Regions from separate parts of the Mus musculus genome. Here region 1 is linked to region 2. A link is a contact called in public promoter capture Hi-C data. All regions are on one chromosome and are shown on one strand. The core of a region is the stretch at or near the end of the contact, and the rest is flanking DNA. Distances in the headings are between cores, read along the strand shown. Region 1 overlaps Rrbp1 (ribosome binding protein 1). Region 2 overlaps Bfsp1 (beaded filament structural protein 1, in lens-CP94).

Evidence for each region. Capture Hi-C pulls out chosen DNA fragments and counts their contacts.
Region 1: a promoter capture Hi-C map of adipose tissue shows a contact between it and region 2. The contact joins two enhancer-like sites. A contact is called at or near these places in 1 of 39 promoter capture datasets (embryonic stem cells), 1 of 15 datasets of contacts at CTCF or cohesin (large pre-B cells), 36 of 484 Hi-C or Micro-C datasets (CD4 T cells, CD8 T cells, the CH12 cell line and 19 more), 2 of 115 datasets of contacts at active chromatin or transcription factors (microglia and pancreatic cancer cells) and 4 of 9 other capture datasets (adipose tissue, embryonic stem cells, liver and 1 more).

What each region holds. Positions count from the first base shown.
Region 1 is chr2:143,949,557-143,952,736 of GRCm38.p6, reverse strand. Rrbp1 (ribosome binding protein 1) reads left to right here. Exons shown (of 24, transcript NM_024281.2): 19 at 462-545; 20 at 2,214-2,309; 21 at 2,982-3,065. Among named protein-coding and RNA genes, the nearest start is that of Gm33804, 11 kb to the right of the region's middle. Within about 2 kb of position 1,521, at least 37 of the 459 cell types and tissues checked have an H3K27ac peak or open chromatin away from gene starts, as enhancers often do. A contact at or near this core is called in adipose tissue, where this site is marked.
Region 2 is chr2:143,837,233-143,840,362 of GRCm38.p6, reverse strand. The region is part of intron 5 of Bfsp1 (beaded filament structural protein 1, in lens-CP94); the gene reads left to right. Among named protein-coding and RNA genes, the nearest start is that of Bfsp1, 24 kb to the left of the region's middle. Within about 2 kb of position 1,507, at least 92 of the 459 cell types and tissues checked have an H3K27ac peak or open chromatin away from gene starts, as enhancers often do. A contact at or near this core is called in adipose tissue, where this site is marked.

The DNA.
Region 1 (3,180 bases), core at 272-2,771, 110 kb before region 2:
ATTGGGGCTGGCTTTCAGTTCAAGGTTTAGTCTAATTATTGTCATGGTGGGAAGCATGATGGTATGCAGGCGGACACAGTGCTGGAGACGTAGCTGAGAGTTCTGTATCCTGATCAGCAGGCAGCAAGAAGTGAACTATGAGCTAGTAGGCCTGGTGTGAACTTCTGAGACATCAAACCCCACCTGCTAGTGACACACTTCCTTTAGCAAAGCCACACCTACTCCCACAAGACCATGCCCCCTAATAATGCCTACTCCCTATAGGCCTATTGGGACCATTTTCATTAAAACCACCAAAGCAGGTGTTTGTGAAAAGCCTGGGTGTAGGACATTGTTCCTGTAGGACATCTGTCCCTGTGCTGTGTACATCTCCAGGGCTTGGATTCTGGCTCAAGTTTAGGTGTGGACTCATTGTAACTTTTCCCCCCTCCTTTACCCTCATCTGGTTGTTTCCCCTCAAGTTAAGGCAGCTTCTGCTAGAATCGCAGTCTCAGCTGGATGAAGCCAAGAGTGAAGCCCAGAAACAAAGCGATGAGCTTGCCCTGGTAGGTTGACTTAGGTCCTGGGCAGGGGTGTATGATACGGGGTATGCATGTGATGTAACTTGATATCCATGTGGAGTGTCTGCAGCTTAGCAGGGTATGTCATACATTAGTCATGTAGGGCAAGCTTAGGGGGACTACAGCAGTTTGCATAAAACTTAGTTGGGCTTGTAGCTGCCAGGGACCAGAATGTTCACATTCTGTTTCCTGTCTTTGGGCAGATCTGGCATCTGCTCAAGACCATGGGCTGTGGGACATGTAGGCCTTAGTAGCCTGTTTGGTCAGCTGAGCAGCCCAGGATACAGGACTCCTGATACCACAGGAGAGTCCTTTAAAGCCTTTAGGCATGTCTGTGCTTTCTGCATGCTTTCCTGCTTCAATGATGGAACTGGCCTTGCCAGTCTTACAGTTATACGGGATGACCTGCTCCTTCTGGCCCTCTGCCAGGCACTGAGAGCAGATAAACCTGTACAGAGATGTGAGGAGTGGCCCTGTGCACATTGCCTCTTGTAGTCCAGTAGTTTTCCCAGTTTGCCGCTGCTGTGTCTGGAACCATGTCCCAGCTGCTTGGTCTCCCTCCTGGTCCCCAGCCCTGGCCCTAGGCAGCAGCCTGTGCAGCTGCAGCTATCTTCCCTTTATCTTCATTGCCATTTTGAAAACCTTGAAGTAGATGTCAACATTTGAAATTTGGAGATTGAACATGTGCTGTCCAGGAGAGCAGCTCTGGTGTGTTGACTCCACACTTTCTCCTAAGCCCAGCTCCCTGCATCCAGGTTTTAGGCCTTGTCCAGACTACCACACTACAAGTAGATGCTGTCTGGGCCAAGCCTCCCAAATTTAAGGCTGCCATTCTCAGCCATTTGCTAGGTTGGGTCTGGGTAAGAGCCCCCCACTACACCCCCCCCCCCCATGGGACACAGCCCAGCCAAGGCATGTACACAGACCGTGCCTGCCAAGGGTTCTTGTCACCTTTGAACTGTGCTCTTTGCTTTCTGCACTCTGGGGCATTTGAGAAGGCTAAGTGGAGACTGAGGCCACCCAGGTCTCCTAAAGAGCTTATGAGTTCTGTCCCCAGGCCTTCTGACTGGGACCTTTCCCAAGCAACCTGTGTGACTTTGCTGGTCTTCAGATGGAAGGCCCAGTGGTCTGGTGGACCCAGAGAATTACAAGGCAATAATATGGTCTTACTATTTTGTCCAAGCCCCCAAAAGGCTGTGAACAGGACACTACATCCTTGAATAATTGGAATGGGACATGTTGTCAGTTACCTCTGTTCCATGTGGACTCCCTGGTTTTGTGTGGTTGCTCCTGGGGGAGAGGGGTGTTGCCTCACAGGTTCACTTCAAAAAATACACATGGCTCTCATTAGTCAAGGGGCTTGTTGGCCTCAAGGCTTTTGAGATGCTGAGTGGAGTATCCCTCCTGCACTAGGGAACATAAATATTGATCACAGATGGCAGACCTTTACTCTTCCTATGTCTCTGAGGAGTCTCTCTCTCCCCCTCCTGGTCCCCCTCCCCTTCCCTCTCCCCCCTCCCCTCCCCTCTCCCCACTCCCTTTCTCTCCCTCTCCCCCCTCCCATCTCTCTGGCGAGTGCATGGGTGCTTGTGTGTGTGCATGGGTGCATTCCACTGGTGTGTATTTGCACAAACCCACCCCTCCCTGTTTCAGGTCAGGCAGCAGTTGAGTGACATGAGGAGCCACGTAGAGGATGGTGACGTGGCTGGGTCTCCAGCTGTCCCTCCAGCCGAGCAGGACCCTATGAAGGTTAGGGTGATAAGCTGGTCCTCACCCCTAACATCACATGGTGCTCAGGGGTGGGCAGCCTATGTGCTGATTAAACTGAGTGCAGGTACTTCAGTCCCCACTGCTAGCCACCTCCTCATCCCGTGTGATCTGGGTGAGAGGACCCAGAATGGAAGGGTGTAGAGCTAAGGGCGGGTGGCTAGGGCCCTTGGCCCTTACTACACAAGGAAGGGACTTTTGGACCTGTGTGTAGCTTGGGTTTGGGTAGCCACAGAGGAGATTTGTCTTTAGCTGTGGCCCTTTACTGGGGCATTGCTAGCCGGACATCTGTCTTCCAGAGTTTTGACCAAAAGATCAGTTACCAAGAGCAATTGGCAAGAGGCAGGGACCTATCATTGGGCTCCCATTGTAGACCATGTCCTGCCCCATGGCTTTGGGGTCTTTCCTGCCCTGTGAGTCCTGTGAAAGGCTTAGAGTCTAGTGTTTTCCCCAGCACCTTTTTGCGACTTCTCTGGTTCTCTCCTGAGTCTTGAGGCACTCTCTCCCCAGAAATGAGAGTGCTGAGAGTGACTTAGGGTGGGGAAAGGCCCAGGGAATCCTAGAAATAGCTTGAAGGGGGAGCCTGCAGTTACAGTCTGCCCCAGAGGGGCCTCTGCGAGCCTCTCCAGTCCAACTTGTGTTATCTCCATACAGTTGAAAACACAGCTGGAGCGGACAGAAGCCACCCTGGAGGCTGAGCAGACACGGCGGCAGAAGCTCACAGCTGAGTTTGAGGAGGTTAGGTTCTGCCTAGTGGCCCCAGCTCCTACAAGCGTCTTGAGAGCTTGGGCATCATCTCTGTCCTTCCCAACTTTCCCACCAGGCACCTGACTCTGCCCCAGGAGCCTTGTAG
Region 2 (3,130 bases), core at 258-2,757:
GCATGCATGTGTAATGTGAAGGGTGCGTGGGCTCTGCATGTGTGCATGTATGTGTATATACATGTGTATATGTGGGGTGTGTAATGTCAGGTATATGTGTGGCGTGTGATGTTCATATGAAGTATGACTTATTCATCTATCTGTGTAGGGCATATGTGCATGCACGTGGGATGTGTGTATGGTGTAAGTGTTTTACATGTGACTGAGGAAGTGGGTGTAGGCCCAGTCCCGGTTCTGGAGACTGTGGTTTTCAAATTGTTCCTTGAAATTCACCAGGTGTAAAATGAATTCAGTAGAATTGACTGGTACAAAAAAGGAAGAAAGCAGGCTGGAGAGATGGCTCAGGGGTTAAGAGCACTGGCTGCTTTTCCAGAGGTCCTGAGTTCAATTCCCAGCAACCACATGGTGGCTCACAACCATCGGTAGTGGGATCTGATGCCCTCTTCTGGTGTGTCTGAAGATAGTGACAGTGTGTTCATATACGTACAGTAAATACATAAGTCTTTATAAAAAATTAGAAGAAAGCAACACAATGGCGCTGGGAATAAGAAGTAACAGAATGCATGGCAGTGAGAAGTATACAAAGTTTATCCTGGAAAACTTTTGTCTTAAATGTATCTGTATATTTTTGACTACACATGTATTTGCTCAAATGCACACATATGATGTGGCCTATGGTGTGAACTATGTCACTTCCTGTGGTCTGGGTGACAAAGTTGAAAAACACAGCCCTAGATACTAAAAAGATCAAGGCCCTAGCCTCACATGGAAAATTTTAGTTCTGCGGGGGGGGGGGAGGGGGGAGACTGTTTGTCTTTCTTTGTGTGCACACATATTTTTGATGGCTATAAAACCATGATATGTATAGGAAGTGTGTGATCTATTGATGTAGGGTACATGTGCCTGCATGTGGGATGTGTGTATTGTGCATGTGTGCATGGGACTGAGGAAGCAGGTGCAGGCCTGTTATGGTCCTGGAAACCCATGTTTTTCAAACTCTTAGTTATAGTTCATTGGGTGGGAAACAACAGGCTTGGCCTGGTTTCTGAGTACATGAGGTATAACTGTTGGGTCAGGTCCTGTTCTCAGCCTCTGACACTACTGAGACTTAGCAGTTTATCTCTGTGTCTAAGGTAGGGTCTCACTTTCTCCTCTAGGTTCCCTTCCCTGTCCCTAGATTTTATTAGTCTGGTGAAGTTTGTGGATCCTTTCTCATAAAATGTTGTTGAAGGCAAAAAAAATTATTCAAAGCAAGCCAATTCTATAAAGATAGTTATCCATATGTTATCCAGTGTCCTTGACTCGAGGGGTCATGTCTGGATGAATCTGCAGCAAGCTGAAGTAACCTGAGGTGCACATGGCTTTTATATGGCCCACTTATCTATTACACACCCCAACCTTACAGCACAGCACCCTGTCGAGTGTAGGGTGTGTCCTGGCTGATACAGTCATGGCTTGCTGCCACACCACTGCTATGCACGAAGGCAAAATGCAAACAGGAAGCATGGCCTCTACAGAAAGCACAGTGCTTCCACACTGTGGTCAAGTGGACCAGTGCACGTCCATGATGCTCTGCAGGGCATGTACAGTCGCTTGTCAGTATCCAAGGGGGATTAGTCTTCACAACCCCACAGGTACTGAAAATCACACTTGCTCAAGACTCCAAAGTGCTTAGTGCTTGTATGTGAACTATGAAGTTCTCCCATAGCCTTGAACTCAACCCCAACAACTTATAACATCCAGGATAGTGTGAGTGGGTATAAGTAGTTTTATTTTTTATTATTTAGGAAATGATGACAAACATGGTTATACACACACACACACACACACACACACACACACACACACACATATATATATATTTTTCAGCAGAGGCATAATTGGTTGATTGGGACTCTTAGGATCCAGAGAGGTGACTGTTCAGTAACAAAATACTGAACATAACAAAATTGGTCTAACAAAATAACAAAAATTGGTCTAATGAACCTCAGGTGTGCCACCTTCACGGGTTGTCACAGCCCATGTATGTGACGTGGCTCCTGCGTATTTTCTCATTTTCACACTGTTCTGTAAGTCAGGGAGTGGGGCAAGCAGGTTGGTCTCTCTGTTCTGGGTCTCCCAGGGTGGCATAAAGTGTGTGTGTGTGTGTGTGTGTAGTCCACCTGGGCCCCTGCTGGAGGATCTTATGGGAGAACTTGCTCACAGTGTCGGGTGTGTGGTTGGTACAAGTCAATTCCGACAGGCTATAGTGGGGAGGACCCTGTTTAGTCAAAGAGGTTGTGCATTCCTTGGCCCAAGGCTATTCCACGCCAGCGCTGTGTGTAAAGTCCTGGGTCTAACCCTCTGCCTCCAACTTCTCCTCTTAGCTGCTGCTGCTGCTTCTGCTTCTGCTTCTTCTTCTTCTTCTTCTTCTTCTTCTTCTTCTTCTTCTTCTTCTTCTTCTTCTTCTTCTTCCTCCTCCTCCTCCTCCTCTTCCTCCTCCTCCTCCTCCCCCTCCCCCTCCCCCTCCCCCTCCTCCTTCTCCTCCTCCTTGGCTTATGTGATTAGGATTAATTTAATTAATTTAAATAACTTACTTTGTGGTGCTGGTTAAGGTTTTCGATGCTTCCAGAATGTCTCCCGGTTAGGACCTTCAGGGTAAGTTCCCTGGCCCAGCAGCATCAGCAGCATCTGGGAACTTGTCAGAAGTGCAGATTCACGGGTACATCCAGACCAGCTGTGGCCTGGCAACTCCTGTCGTAACAAGTCCTCCAGGCGGCTCCACAGGCATTAGATCCATGCCTCTAAGAACAGAGCCCGAGATTGGAGCTGGGGGCCTCTCCTTCAAGTCAGCCAAACACAGGTGCCCAAGTCCCCTGGGGATTAATTTCTTCCAGGCGGACAAGGAATGACAGACAATTCAGTGTCTTGACAGGACCTGAAAACGGTTTTATTGATTGGCAAACAGGATGAGCCCTGACCTCTTTTTCATCAAGGTTCTTTACCGCCATCTAGTGGTGAGATTCAGCATCAGCGCTTGATCAGGGCACCATCCCTGAAGCAAAACAAAACACAGGACATTTACACCCCCCCCCCCTCTCTCTCTCTCTCTCTCTCTCTCTCTCTCTCTCTCTCTCTCTCTCTCTCTCTC